Regions from separate parts of the Gossypium hirsutum genome. Here region 2 is linked to region 1. The links are chromatin contacts, called in public Hi-C maps. All regions are on one chromosome and are shown on one strand. Each heading gives the region's core, a stretch centred on a gene start, on an enhancer-like site or on the middle of the called end of the contact. The rest is flanking DNA. Distances are from core to core; before and after follow the strand shown. Region 1 holds the start of LOC107928752 (bifunctional TH2 protein, mitochondrial). Region 2 has its middle 5.8 kb from the start of LOC121223833.

Region 1 (7,938 bases), core at 1,625-4,124:
CACTTTTTTTGAAGATTACACATAGTTAAGAATTGTACCTTTCTCAGAAGGCAAAATGCTTTCTATGCATTGTTCATACTCTTCTGTGTATTGTGTGGAGAGTAGACCCCAGGTGTTCCTCAACTCAGCAAATGACATCCTAGCAATTTGACTTGCCGGTTGGTTCTGATCAGGTTTTGGGGCTGTTACTATTGCTATCTCTGCCAAAATGGCAGATGAATCAACAACTGTGCAAGTAAGATCAAAATCAGAAAATATCATAAGATGATCTTGTTCAGGGTCATGCTGCTTAGTCAGAGGAGCAATAGTAGGCTGTGTAAGAGGTTGACTATAGAAGAACTCTATTTCAAGTTTCATTGCCTGGTGGTAAAGTTTCTCAATGATGTTTAGTTCCTCGCCAGTCAAAGGGACACTAAGTTTATCCAGCAAGTCTTCGGTTTGCAGAGCTGATGCCTAAATTCAAAGAATCAATAGTTGAGCTGTGCGATTTGAAGGGAAATTTATTTAAAGATTTTAGCTCTGAGACTACAATCAAGTTGACCACTAAAAACAATGAATGTAATCAATACCATACCTGAAAACTTTCAGAAGAATAATTCTCAATCCACTTTTTGTATGGGTGGTTGTGCTCATAGGGTTCTAGAAGTCTCTGGAACTCCTTGCCCAAGAAGGCATACAGCCTCATGCAAGGCGTCATGGCACCTAGAGTGTAAGCTGCAATTTTTGTTTTCTCAAATGGAGTGGCGAGTTTTCCTGGAGCTTTTAGTCCTTCAACCTTCCCAGAAGCTGTTGCCAGCAAGAATTCTGTATACTTCAAAGTTGCAGAATTGACAGGGCTCTCGTTGACACAGTCAGAACCCCATTCCTGCAGAACTCCAGCATTCAGACCAATAACATACCCTTTAACAAGACAAGAACTAAAGAGACAAGAACTAAAGAGACACTCAGATTATTAAGTGACCTATCTTAGAGAGCTAAGAAGCCTTACAATTTGTTTTAAGATAGTAATTCAGACCAATAAGTGACCCATCTTAGAGAGCTAACAAAGCAGATAGTAATTATTCAATTAAAAAGTATGATTAATTCCTCAAGTCTCTTTATAAGATTTCTCTGACTGATGGATTACTGGAATTATAATATCAAAGTCCAACCCTCATCCAATTGGAAATTGTCATCCATGTAGAAAACTGCACATTTCACACGCTAGCCATCTATATCGTCAGAAAGAAAGAATCAAAAGGAAAATGATTTCCAAGCAATGTACAAAAACTCATGCATAAAGTTCTATTGGAGATGATATCATATGCCAGTTGGACCTATGTTGACATCTCCTAGACACCAATATATCAAATACTTGGTGATCAGATGTTTTATAAAATCTCTAAGCAATGGCAAAGGATGAGATTTAATTTCCATTTTTTATCTTAACTTTCCAATAATTGAGCATTTACTAAGCAATGGAAAAGAAGAATCCTTTTACCATACCTGTACAAAAGAATTATGCATTTTTAGCTCCTCTAATATACCCTTCCTTAACTCTGAGATCGCTAACTTAGCATCATCATCATCAGCACAGTCTTCTGCCAATTCATATCTACAACCCAGATCAGAAAAAAACAAGAAATCAATTACGGACCTACATAAAAACAACACAAGGCAGTTCTAACTAAAACTAGCTAAGAGAACAAAATATTCTTTTAACTTACCACTACATGTCAATTTAAATTCTGGAAACTGAAACTCACCTCAAGCAATATAATTACTTTTTCCCCAAATAATAACCATATAACCCTCCAATTGGTTGCTGAGAAAGTTGACACAAAGAAAAGAAAATAAACATCGGAATAATTACTTAAGCAACCAAGTGGCAATTAGAAATTAAAGTTACATTCATCTTCTTCTCCTACACTTTCTCAGCAACCAAAACTAGGAAGCGGGTTGAAGTTAGCTATAACAATCTCATTATAGAAATGTAACTCTCAGACATGAACAGAGTTGCAAAAAAAGGACGATCTCGATCTCAAACTCTCACTTTTCGCAACCCAACAAGTCAAAGCAAAAACCATGATCATTTCCTTCAAACAGAATATCAGCAAGGATGCAGAAGCATGCACCAATAGGACAATACCAAAGGATAAAATGGTTATGCCTATTCTTCAATTTTCGTCAATTTTCAATTCGATGCATCTAAACACGGGCAAAAATCAATCTCCATAAACAAAATCTAAGATTGTGATTTCAATTCCCTTCCATCTTCTTATATAAGCAACTATACAATAATACAAAATAAGCAAATAAATCAAACAAAAAAGAAAAAAAAATGCATATAAACCCAAAAACACATTCGCCAAAACAAATAAAACCCAGAATGAAAAATCCATCAAAAAGGCGAAATAAAAACAAAGCGAAAAAAAAAGGACTCACGCATGAGCAAAGGCTTTGAGAAAGTGTACATCTTGGGCAATATAATGACGAAAAGTTTCGATCTTGAGAGACCCAGAAGCCAAACAAAGAGCAAAAGGCGAGTAAAGAGAAAGCACGGATTCCCTACGATACTTGATCCAGAACCTTGTCGCTAGACGCTCCTCTGAGGGGATAACAGCAGCAGCCGAGGACTTTGGAAGGATCGCCATTGGATTGGACGATCTCCAAGTAGGTGGAGGTGGCGATGAGCAGACTGGGCGGTGGGATCGGGCGAGTCGGAAGAGAGTTGGGATCGGGTGGGGAGAAGAAGAAAAGAGTAAGCGCATCAAGGAAAGAGAAGAGGGGAGATGGCAGTTGCTTTTGGTAGTAATGGCGGAGGAAAGGAGCGGAGAGTGTGTGAAAAGGGAGGGAATGTGTTTTATTTTATCTATTTGTTTTGATGTGAAAAAGGAAATTGTTTCTTTAATTTATTATGGACATTTATACTACATATCTATAATTTTATCTGTCTGTACCATATTTAGTATTCTTTTTTATTGTTTACTTTTTTTCTTCTCAATTCGCAACTAGATAAAACCCCCAAGCTTTTTCATTTGATTTTCAATATGGATCTTAGTTGTGAATAGCATTTCGATAAAGATTATTATTTGTATTTGATGTGTCATAAGACATAATATAATCTGCTCTTGTAGCATGTTCTATTAAAAATATTCTTTTTCATTTCTTTCCTCCGGTTTGATTAGGATTTTCTTTATGGAAAGCAAAATTGCTGGTCTTACTACTAACGGTGGTGAAGAAGAGGCCTGGCAACTTAATTTGGAGGAGGATGAATTGGTTTCTAGTTATGAGTTTTGTTTCTTTGGATGCCTTCTCTTGAGTGTTTTTCAATCAATACTCACTACATTGACAAATATTTGGCATCTATTAGGAGGTGTTTTTATCACATATTTGGGTGAGAAGCATTTTCTCTTCCAATTTTATTATGAGGTGGATATTGATAGGGTGGTAAATGGGGGTTTATGGACGTTCAATAACCACCTCCAGTAACTTATAGATTGGAGGATGGCGAGGATCATTTGCAAGTTTCACTATATTTTGTAGATTTTGGGCTGAAGGTTCATGATCTTCCCCGTGGCTTAATGTCTCATGTCATGGCAAGACAATAAGGAATTTCATTGGGAAGTTTATTGATTTTAATGCAAAGTCTATTTCTCGTGAAATTCGAAATTTAATGCTTATTCATTTAAGAGTGGATGGTCGTAGTTCGTTGAAAAATGAAAAAATTTTGTTGTTTTGCAAAAATGTTAGCTTTATGCTCATTTCCAATATGAGAATCTTATGCTTTATTGTTTCTTGTGTGGACAACTTGGCCATGGTAAAAGTTTCTGTTTGATTAAAATTATTCATAAAAGTAGGGTGCTAGTTATGGAATGAGGTATTTTACTTAAGGAAACTCTCTAGTGTACAATGGCTTCTACGAGTTGTTGGCTAAGGGAGGAAGGTGCAACACCCTATACCTTGTTGGAACATTTTTAAATATTTATAGTATCCTAATAACTATAAATGAATGTGTGTAATTAATCAAAAGATAAAATTTTTGGTCATTGGTCAAAGTTATATCATTTGATTTTTTAAAAAAGAATTATAAGTATTCAAAAAATATTATTTGAATAGTTACAAAATTAAATGAATAATTATTATTTATTTATTCATAAATACACCTATTGAAAGATGTCTCTATGAAGAGACATGAAAATTCCTATAAATAGGAATGGGATTTCATTTGGAAATCATATCAACAAATTCTAATATTCTTTCTTTCCTTCCTTCATTTTCTAATATTATTAGATTATTCTATAAAGTATTACTGCAGAAATCCTTTGTAGAAATTGAGTTTTTGTTATACATTGCTCAGTGCATAGTGGACTATTCTCGTCAGTGCAAAACGCAAATAGTCATTGGCTTCATTGTATCCTCGAGGTTAATTTGCTTGGAACTCATTTGCACACCGAAGGTAGGTGGGGGCGAATATAACCTTAAAGATAGTGGCTTGATACACGCCTTGGAGCCTGTCCTATTTCTTCTTTTTCTGTTTGAGTTTCGATCGTGTGTTCGAGATTTTCCTTACCAGAGTTTTGAACTAACAATTTTAAGGTTATAATTCATTATGACTACCACAACACATGAAAGTGGAACACTAAGGGAGTTGGCTTCTAAATTTGTTAAACTTGATCGGTTTGATGGTGGCAATTTTCGACGATGGCAGAAAAAGATGCACTTCTTATTATCAACTTTGAAGATTGCTTATGTTTTGGATACTCCAAGACCTGAAGAGAATGAAAACAAATCTGTTGCTGCAACCCGAGAAAGACAAAAATGGGACAATGCTAACTACATGTGCATGAGCCACATATTGAATGGTTTATCTGATGGTTTGTTAGACACCTACCAAAATGAGGTCACCGCTAAAGAATTATGGGACAAATTGGAGGCAAGATACATGACTAAAGATGTTACAAGTAAGAAATTTCTTGCCAATCGTTTCAATAATTATAAAATGGTTGATGGTCGTTCTGTTATGGAACAATTTCGTGATATTGAAAAGATGCTGAATCAATTTAAGAAATATGATATGAAAATGGATGAAATGATTGTGGTATCCACCATAATAGACAAACTTCTTCCATCTTGGAAAGAATTTAAAAGAAGTCTAAAACATAAAAAAGAGGAAATATCTCTTGAGGCTTTGGCAAATCATCTTCGTATTGAAGAAGAGTATCGAAAACAAGATTAGAACCTAAATTCTGAAAATGCCAAAGTACATGTTACGGAGGAAGTACAGACTACTAAACCATTCAAGAGAAAGTTCAATCAGACTGATAGAGCACCTAAGTTCAAAAAGAAACAAAAGGGTTCATGCTATCATTGTGGAAAGCCGGGACATTTCAAGAATGAATGTTGATTTTTAAAGAAGAAATCATCTTCTAAGGCTGATAATAACGAAAAGTTCGTTGCAATGATATCTGAAATTAATGTGGCACAAGATGATAATACATGGTGGATTGATACCAGAGCAACCAAACATGTCTGCAACGACAAAAGCATGTTCACAATGTTCACACAATGTGAAAATGACAATGTCTTGTACATGGGAAATTCTTCCACCGCAGCAATTAAAGGCAAAGGGTCTGTTGAACTACAATTCGCTTCTGGAAAGGTTTTAACCTTAAATGATGTATATTATGTACCAGAAGTTAGGAAGAATTTAGTGTCTGGAAGTTTGTTGAATAAGTTTGGTTTCAAACTTGTTTTTGAGGCAGATAAGTTTATTTTGTCTAAGGGAGGAATTTTAGGGGGAAAGGGTATATGTATGAGAGCATGTTCAAACTCAATATTATTAATAAGAATAAAAATACTATTTCTGCTTATATGGTTGAATGTTTTTTTTTTGTGGCATTATAGATTAGGTCATTTGAATTATAAAAAATTGAATGACATGTATAAATTAGATTTAATTCCTGTTTTTAATAATAATATTGAAAAATGCAATACATGTATGTTGACTAAAATTACAAGAAACCATTTCCCTAAGGTTAAAAGGAAAAAAAATTGCTTGATTTGATACATAGTGATTTATGTGACTTACATAATACTCCTACATTAGGTGGAAAGAAATATTTTGTTACTTTTATTGATGATTGTTCTAGATATTTCTATGTATATTTATTGCATTCAAAAGATGAAGTGCTTGATAAATTTAAAGTTTATAAATCTGAAGTTGAACTTCAGTGTGAATCATTTATCAAGTGCTTAAGATCGGATAAAGGTGGAGAATACTATAATCCAAGTTATTTTGAAGTAACTGGAATTGTCCATCAAGTTTTAGCCCCTTACACACCACAACAAAATGGTGTAGCTGAAAGAAAAAATAGAGTCTTGACTGAAATGGTAAATTCAATGTTATCATATTCAGGTCTTGGACAAGGTTTTTGGGGAGAAGCTGTTCTAACAGCTTGTCATATATTGAATAGAGTTCCTAATAAGGAAACATAAATAACCCCCCATGAACAACGGAAGAAAAGAAAACCAAACCTTAATTATTTGAAGGTTTGGGGTTGTAGAGCTACTGTAAAAGTTCCAACACCTAAACGTAAAAAGTTAGGTGAAAGAGGAATTGAATGCATATTTATAGGTTATGCACATAATAGCAAGGCATATAGGTTCATGGTAATTGAACCAAATGATTCAATTTCAATTAATACTGTTATTGAATCAAGAGATGCTATTTTTGATGAAAATAGATTTAATTCTATATCAAGATAATTACAACCACAACAATTGATTCATTCTTCAAATAAGAATGAGATTCCATTGAAACAAATTGATAATAATGAAAAATCTTGTCAAGAATTAAGAAGAAGTAAAAGGATTAAAAATGTCAAAGATTTTGGACTAAATTTCATTATGTTTCTTGTAGAAGGAAAAGGTGAAAGTATATGCAATAAGGTACCGTATTGTTATAATACTGAATCTGATCCTATTACATTTGAAAAGGCAGTGAAATCTCAAGACTCTGCTTTTTGGAAAGAAGCAATAAATGATGAGATAGATTCAATAATGAGAAATCAAACTTGGATCTTAGTTGATCTTCCACCATGTTCCAAACCAATAGGTTGTAAATGGATCTTCAAAAAGAAAATGAAGGTCGATGGAACCATTGATAAATTTAAAGCAAGGTTGATAGCAAAAGGTTTTACACAAAAATAAGGTATTGATTACTTTGATACCTATGCTCCAGTAGTTACTACAATTAGACTCTTAATATCACTTACCTCTATATATAATTTGGTTGTTCACCAAATGGATGTTAAAACTGCATTTTTAAATGGTGAATTGGAAGAGGAAGTGTACATAGAGCAACCGAAAGGATTTGTTGTTCCAGGACAAGAGCATAAGGTATGTAAGCTTATTAAATCTTTATATGGGCTTAAACAAACACCAAAACAATGGCACCAAAAGTTTGACAATGTTGTTTTAGCTAATAGCTATAAAATAAATGAATCCAATAAGTGCATATATAGCAAATTTGAAAATGGAAAAGGTGTCATAATTTGCTTATTTGTAGATGACATGCTTATTTTTGGCACGGATATGGAACAAATAGAAAACACAAAGAAATTCTTGTCAAACAACTTTGCTATGAAGGATATGTGTGTAGCAGATGTTATTCTTGGGATTAAAATAACCCGAGATGAAAGCACTATAGCTTTATCACAATCACATTACATTGAAAATGTGCTTAAAAAGTTTGATCTTTTCAACTGTATACCAGCATCTACACCCATGAATCCTCAATTAAAATTAGTATCTAATGTTGGTAGGAAAATTGATCTATTGAAATATGCAAGTCTAATTGGTTGTCTTATGTATATAATGACTTGTACAATACCAGATATTGCATATGTTGTTGGAAAATTGAGTAGGTACACGAGTAATCCAAGTGGTTTGCATTGG
Region 2 (7,938 bases), core at 2,152-4,651, 76 kb before region 1:
CAAGGGAATAGGGAAAGGAAATGAAAACAATGGAAGGGAATGAAGAGAGAAAAATGAGAGAAGTGAAGAGATGAGAAGGGTTGAGATGATGTTGAAGTGAGCAGCCAATGGGGTATTTATAGGTTGAGAAGACTGCTAAAAATAGCCAAAATCAGTAGCAAAGACTCCTCCCATGGCCGTCACACATGTGGCATGTTTGATGATTTCAAACATGTTATTTAAGGTAGGGGCAAATCCAAAAAGGCATAAATAGTGGAGGGGTTTGAATGCAATTTGAAGGAGTCTTCAAGGGTCATTTTGCAAGCCAAATAATCAGCCAAGCAAGCTGATTGGATCAGCATGTGGGACGGTTTTGGGCTACCCAGTGCTCAATTGGATTGGTTTTCTCGGTTTAGCTCAATTGGGTCATTTTTCATAATTAATTAATAATAATTTATTTAACCCAAATTAAATTAGATCAAAATTAAAATTCATTATATTATGAATTAATACACATAATTTGGACCGTCTTAGGCTGAAAAATTAATTTGCCTTGATGCTTCAAATTGCTTTTCGGTTTTGCGCTTCTAGCAATGTCTACTGAGTTATTTTTCGCCCTTTTTATAAATTTGTCGAAAATGATCAAAATTAATCAAAATTTATTATAAAATTAAGTAAAATTAAACATGTTCATAATTTAAGTACAATTTAATTATTTTATAATAATTAAATATTTTTTGACAATAATTTTTATCAAAATGCATAAACTTGAGTTTTAAAGGTCATGAAAAAGTGTGTATATTTTCGTGTTTCCAATGGTTTGTGGCTAACTCAAAATTCAAGTAAATCACACCATGAACGTCATAAGTGAATTAGTTCATAAATAGATTCAGAATTAATTCATCTTGAGTCTAGTCTAATGTATCATTCTTCCAATGAATACATCTATGTCTCTACCCGTGGAGTCAACTACTCCGATAGCTAATACTAGTCATCTCCTCAATTGGAATTGTAGATGACATAATAATCATTCTAAATATTTGAATCAAATGCTCATTTTGATTCTTTTACGGGATTACAGACTTGTTTAGATTATCTATTGAAGTAAGTTATCTTTCTCGAAATGTAAAAGTTCTTACAGTGTCACTTATCATCAGTTTGAAATTAGACAATCAATTAACTAATATTTTCTTGTCACAATTTCGCTATGCATACAAAACATGAAAGACAAAAACACGAAAAACATAACAATGAAATGTGAAATTAACTTTATTTATTTATTCATCATTCAAATAAATAGAAAACAATTACATGTTTACTACAATATGAGTACATTTCCTAATAGGTTACTCCTCACCATTCTCACTCTACCAACACGGAAAAACAAGATCTATAAAAGAAACTTACCAAAGCTTGAAGTTTAACTAACTCCAGAAAAACGAAGAACTACCACTTAAAAGAAAGAAAGAAAAAAAGAAGCAAGAAACAAGAAATTTGACTCTGAAAACACTTCAACTATAATAAAACATCATTGGGGTAAAAAAATCAAAAAAATTATAGCGGTTTTTTCAACTAAGGAAGCTTTTAAAACAAGTGACGAAGTACAATCCACATACAATAGACACGTATCCAGCGAAATGACATATCATAAGAGAAACAAACTTTGCCATTTATTGAGAATGAACGGTACCCCATGGCAATCAATGCAAGTGCATGCACAAATAGAAAGGAGAAACAATGCAAACCAAACGTATGTTACATACGCCAAAGCCAAGACAAATCAAATTCAAAAATCCTAACGAACACTTCGAACTTAGTTGACACATAGCAATGTCTAGAGGGAGGTTTTATAACTTCCCTCTGGACTGAAGGTTAATTGTTATACCTTTAAACCCTCGCGCAAAACTCCTCAAGGATTAGGGTCAACACCCTAAAAAATATACCCAGAATGCCACTCCTCGAGAACCAAATCCACACATCGGGAAAACTCCTCATTTTTCACCTTCCGAAGTACTGAATGTGCGAACTCCTCGCCTAACACTTTGCTCAACCACGATATGAGAACCCCTTGCTCTAGGCATACTTGCACATAAACCATGTGTGGACCCCACAAAACCATCATTTATGACACCAATCGCCAGACACTAATTCTTCTAACACGATTGGCAGCTTGTCCAATCGCCACCCTAACAGCCACACCTAAGCCCAAACCTACCATGGTCGACCAACTACTATAATCACCCCCAGTCACCAATAATACTAAGACAGGTGACTCCTCACGATTACAACCCACCTTATATAACCAACAATGACTCCCAAATTTGAAGACTGAATCGCTCTCTCTCTCCTTTATTCCTGACTTTACGCCCTTCTTTTCCATCTACCCTTCTGACCACTGTCCACAATGACTCTCCACATCACATTTAGCTAGGTGAACCATTAGAAACCATCATGATCCTCCCTTGTTGATTCCTACCCTTAACACATGGGAATAAATTTTTTTAATTAAGAAAACATAATTAACTAATATTTTTATTTAATTTTTTTACTAGTTTTATGTTATGACAAAAAAATTATATAACAAATATATTATAAAAAATTAAAATAATAAACAAATGAGGGTTTTAATTGAAATGAAATGATAAATTATTAAATATAATATTTTAGGTTCATATGCAAACTTGTACATTTTGCTATAATTTACTTAAGATGTAAATGACATAAAAGGGATGGAATTGCAAGTGATATTACAATTCAGTGAAAGCTTTAAAAAATAATGATAAAATAATGTAACTTTTTTTTTAAAAAAAATAGAAAAAATAAAACAAAACTTTAATTTTAACCTTTTTTGATAAAGGACTAAAATATTATTTGGTATTCTTTTTGTTTTAATGTTTAATTTGGGACATAAAAAATGCTAGAGTAGCAAACATAACATTAAACTGAAACTCATATGCTTAAATGAGATAAAAAATATTGAAGTATCAAATTGAACAAACTCAGATACTAAATTGATCATTAAAATATTCAAGTACCAAATTAAATATTAAAATATTAGGTACCAAATGGTATACCAAATGGTATACTATCCCTTGTTAAAATATTTCCAATGTTTGACAACTAAAATGAGAGAGAGAAAAAAATACAGAAAGGAAGAAGCTTCTGCTCCACCAAACCGCCACTGCATTCATAAACTTTTAGAGCTTCCTTCGATCCAACACAAGTGAAAAGAAACCGAATTTTTTGTTGCTTCTCGAGAAAATCTGGATCATTATCTCGAGCAAATAAATACTATGAAATTCCCAAAACTCTGGATCCTGTTTCTAGTTCTTCTGGTTACGATCCAATCCAAGTTGGCTTTGGGGGCTAAAGCTCAATATTCATCGAAACAAGCTTGCGTGACGCTGCTTTATGGAGATGGGTTCCTTTTGGGAGTTAGGGTTTTTGAAAGTCGATAAGGGACACTGGATCAACTAAAGAGATGGTTGTTTTGGTCTCCGACGGCGTCTCCGATTACGCCAAGAAGCTTCTCGAGGTTACAATTTGGCGATCCCTTTACTTTTATATTTATTTCCATATTTTCATAGAAAATTACGATCCTCACAGTCGGTTACTTTATAATTTTTTGAAAAAAACCACAAAAATGATATTTATTGATGCTCTGTAATTATTGGCTTTACAGTTAATGCTCTGTTAGTTCACTGACAAAATTTATAAAAAGTCTTGGCATTGCTCTTTCGGCATAATAAACTGAAGTTTGAATTTTTAACATTTGTTTTAACTTCATTTTTCATTTTGCAATGGTGGTTAATTGAGCAGGCTGATGGTTGGATAGTGGAGAATATTAGTTTATTGGTGAATCCAAATCAAGTTCGGCCAAAGAGGTTTTGGGGTGTTTATACCAAATTGAAAATTTTTAATATGACTAACTACAAAAAAGGTAAAACTTCTTTTTTCTGGAGTTCTGTTTATGGTTCATTTTCGTTGGTAGATAGGACAATGGATGGATAGAGTTTTAGCTTATATTTGATGTACTGCAGAGCATAAATTCAATGCGATGTGAATAACATGAGACCATCTAAGTAATGAGCAAATTTAAATGTACAGAAGCCCTCCAAAGTAACTCCAATAAGGTTGGAAAATTTTAAATGAATGTATTTAAAAGTTTGCACCTAATTTGGTAGCAGCTTGTGATTTGCTAACCCATTTATTGCATAAAAGAACACCCGTATCCTGAAAAGTTCTCTTTCTTAAAGAGTAAAATCTAGAACAAGAAATATGTTTCCTGTAAGTATCTTCTATTGGTTTTCTTGCATCTCTTCTATTGTTAGCTATTCTAGTTGTGTTTTAGTCCATTATTCCTTTTATGTTTATGTTTCTTCTGGTGAGTTGCAGTGTTTCACTGTTGGAGTTTGCTTGTGCAGTTGTATATCTTGATGCAGATACTATAGTAGTCAAAAGCATTGAAGATCTTTTTAAATGTGAGAAATTCTGTGCAAATTTGAAGCATTCTGAGAGGCTAAATTCAGGAGTCATGGTAGTTGAACCATCTGAGGCTGTTTTCAATGACATGATGAGCAAAGTGAATACTTTGCCATCTTATACTGGAGGAGATCAGGGATTTCTGAATTCTTATTACTCTGGTTTCCCAAATTCCCATGTTTTTGACCCTAATATACCTCAGGAGGTGTTGAAAGTCCGACCTGTTCCTGAGATGGAGCAACTCTCTACTCTATACAATGCAGATGTTGGGCTTTACATGCTTGCCAACAAGGTACTGTTACATACATTATGATGACAGACTTTTGTGGCTTTCTCTTGTTTTTAGATCACAAGGATTTGTTTCAATTCTTTTCTTTGATTTTCAGGACATCTTTTTCACTATAAAGTGATGAGACTTTATGCAAAAACAAAAAACAGAAACTAAGTTATTATTTTCTGATAAGTATCCTGATTTCTTGATGTCTTCTTTCTCAGTGGATGGTAGATGAGAGTGAACTTCATCTTGGCTATTAAAACTGGTTGATGTCTGGCAGGTATATCGACTCATTGGCAAATTTATATTAAAAGCTCTGAATGTTAGGACAACTGCCAAATGTGATTTATTTGCTAATTCTGTAGAATGTTAGGGAACGACTTGAAGAAACCCTCATTGGTACTGGAGGAGGCAAAAATCCGAATGATGAGCTTTTGGTCAAATTCCTTTCCTGTTACCTTTCTGTGTTCTTGTCTTTTGTTACTATCGTTCTTTTCTTCAGGTTAGTGGATACAAATTATTTTACTTTTTCTAAATCAATGCATAGATGTGTGCTGTCCTGTTCCCAAACCATATCAGTTTTTTGGTGCAGACAGGGGGCTCTCTTTTCAGAACTTCATTATGCAATCACATCAGACACCTTTACTTCATAATTAGATCAAGTGGAACAGTTGCTTACAGTGGTGTATCTTCATCATCTAACATTAATGTTAATAATCCAGTTAGGTTCCTTCATCTTTTAAGCTGAATTCTTTCTGGTTCATAATCAGTCTATGGAAATATGCTGTGAATTGTTATTTCTTCTCTTCTTTTTTTTTTTGATGTAACGTTATCCTGTTTCATAATGGTTCACAGACCAAGGTGCCTGTCTACCTGGGTGGCATTTCTGTTTTTGTATGTTTTATGGCTGCTGTGGTGTCCCTTGGAATTTCTATCGCAATTGTGCCTCCACAATGAGTGGACGTTTACAATCTTCTTTCTTTTGTTTGGAGCTTTTCTTCATTTGATTTATCAGCGGGGAAGGAGAATAGTGACGCAACTGACCCCAGTTTCTGCTGATACAGATTTGTTTAATTCCGATCCTAAAAAAGGTTTATTTACTTGGAACAAATACATAAAATATTGTACATAGTCATGATAAAATACAATGTGAGTTCTCTTTTCATATTCGTCTAATACTGTTGGTTTACAAGACTTGTATGTTCCTTTTTAGATCATCTACAGGCATCCTCTTGTGATATTGTTTCTTGGTACTACGGGTTAGGGATGGCCTTTCTGGTTATTGTGGCCCCATCCTTGCCATGTATTTTCGGGATCACCGCTCTGTTCTTGAGGTAATTTCTAGTGGTATATCCTTGTTTTCTCCGAACATTTTTAAAAGACAGTTTGTTCAAATCTGAAAAAGGAAAAGGGAAAAGAATAAGTTGCAGGTTGCCGGCTTTGTTTCTTCGTGTGTACTTGTCGACATGGTTTTGGGTGTTAAACCGTTGAATCAAATGTTTGAAATTCTTTAAAATGTTCTCAAATCAGTCTGATTAATTTTCATGGTCCATGACATTTTCATACCAGGTTGGGTCTAATGGTAGTCGGAGGGATTATATTAGCATCTTTTATGACATATGCTTCGGAGCATCTTGCAATTAGGTCATTCTTGAAAGGTTGTGAAGACCGGGACACCACGCAATCGAGGGAATGTTTCTTATGTTGATAGAAGGCTTCAAAATTGTTCATGGTACTTACCACCACTACATTTTTCCTTTTAATGTTGCATTTTATTTAACATACAATCACAACAATTAATTTGTAGAATATTGCAGAAAATTGTCAAATTATAAAAACAAATTTTCTATACTAGGTGTTTGTTGTAACATCATTCTTTCGGTTCAGTACTTTCACACACGTTTGAAATTAAGTATTCCTTTTCCTGCCCCTACTCAACTCATGCATCATTGATCTTTGATCATTTCTTGTCATCTTTGAAAATAATGATTAGATCTGTTCATGGATTGAAAACAATTGGATTAAGTTTCCAATGTTTTGCCAAAGTCAGCAAATAAAGAATGGAAACAGTTTGACGGTCCAAAATGTCATGAAGATGGATGCTAGTGCAAACCTTATATTTGACAAATTGGTTGAAGGTACAATCATTTGAAACCATGGAAATTAAGGCCATATATTTTGGAACTCTGCCAAGGGAATTTTTCTACAAGGATACGGGATAAAGATTATCCGAGAAATTGAAGATTTTAATGTAAATTTTTTTGCTGCTTCACCAATGATTCCATTAACCCAAATTTGGATTCGATTAACGAATAACAACCTTAAATTTTGATGACATGGAATACAAAATACAGTGATTCTCATCAACTTACAAATTACAAAGATCTTTTTGGATAATTGTATTTATACCATCCTTAGAATTACTTATAGGCATAACTTTCTTTAACTCTTAAATAGAGGATAAAACATTTTAGCATGTTCAAATCCTTCTTTTCTTACATTGAGATAATGTTGATGCCAACCAAATTACTTATATGCTAAGTTTTTGTTTTGGTTACTTAACTAAAAAAAAAAGTTACAATTTAATCATTGAACTATTTAAAGGTTTTCATTTAAGTTTAAGTTGTTGGGCTGTTAAAATTGATGTTTTATTGCTTTCTTTATTCACATTGTCTACACCAATTTAAAGATCTTTTTCCCCTTTTGTTCTACAATTCAATTTTTTTTTCATGAAATAGCTTTAGATATAATGAACCTGTAAACTAAAATTCAAACAACTTTTTTCTCTGATTTCTGATACTAGCCGTTAGATCGATTTGGATTTAATGTATGTTCTTCTACTCGTTGATGAATATTGATCTATCGTATTGATCGTGGAATCGTCGCTTGGATCTCGCAAATTGAACTTTTTCTTAAAAAAAACTTAACAGGCTAGTGATTTCAATAAAATTTTTTGAATAATTTAGTGACTTAAATGAAAGTTTTCAAATAATTCAATAATTAAATTATAATTTTTTTAGTTAAATGATCAAAACGAAAACTTTATCTTTAATTTATCCTGTAAATTTTATACAAAAAGCTTTTGACAAAGCTGAGTATTATTGTTATTTTTTTTCTGGAAGCCAGCAGAGTTTGCTTAAGATATTCCACCTGCCCTGCTGCAAACCTTGATTATAAATAAACAAATAAATAAATCCCACCTC

What was found. A called contact is a pair of places that touch in the nucleus more often than the background predicts.
Region 2: a contact with region 1 is called in a Hi-C map of leaf, with 1.5 times the contacts expected there. The contact joins the enhancer-like site here to the promoter of LOC107928752 in region 1. A contact is called at or near these places in 4 of 34 Hi-C or Micro-C datasets (anther, hypocotyl and leaf).

The regions. Positions count from the first base shown.
Region 1 is chrD11:56,640,531-56,648,468 of Gossypium_hirsutum_v2.1, reverse strand. LOC107928752 (bifunctional TH2 protein, mitochondrial) reads right to left here and starts at 2,874. Exons shown (of 6, transcript XM_016860008.2): 1 at 2,425-2,874; 2 at 1,486-1,594; 3 at 575-865; 4 at 39-453. The coding sequence starts at 2,750.
Region 2 is chrD11:56,716,819-56,724,756 of Gossypium_hirsutum_v2.1, reverse strand. It overlaps the pseudogene LOC107928715. Among protein-coding and RNA genes, the nearest start is that of LOC121223833, 5.8 kb to the left of the region's middle. Within about 2 kb of position 3,401, at least 6 of the 9 cell types and tissues checked have an H3K27ac peak or open chromatin away from gene starts, as enhancers often do.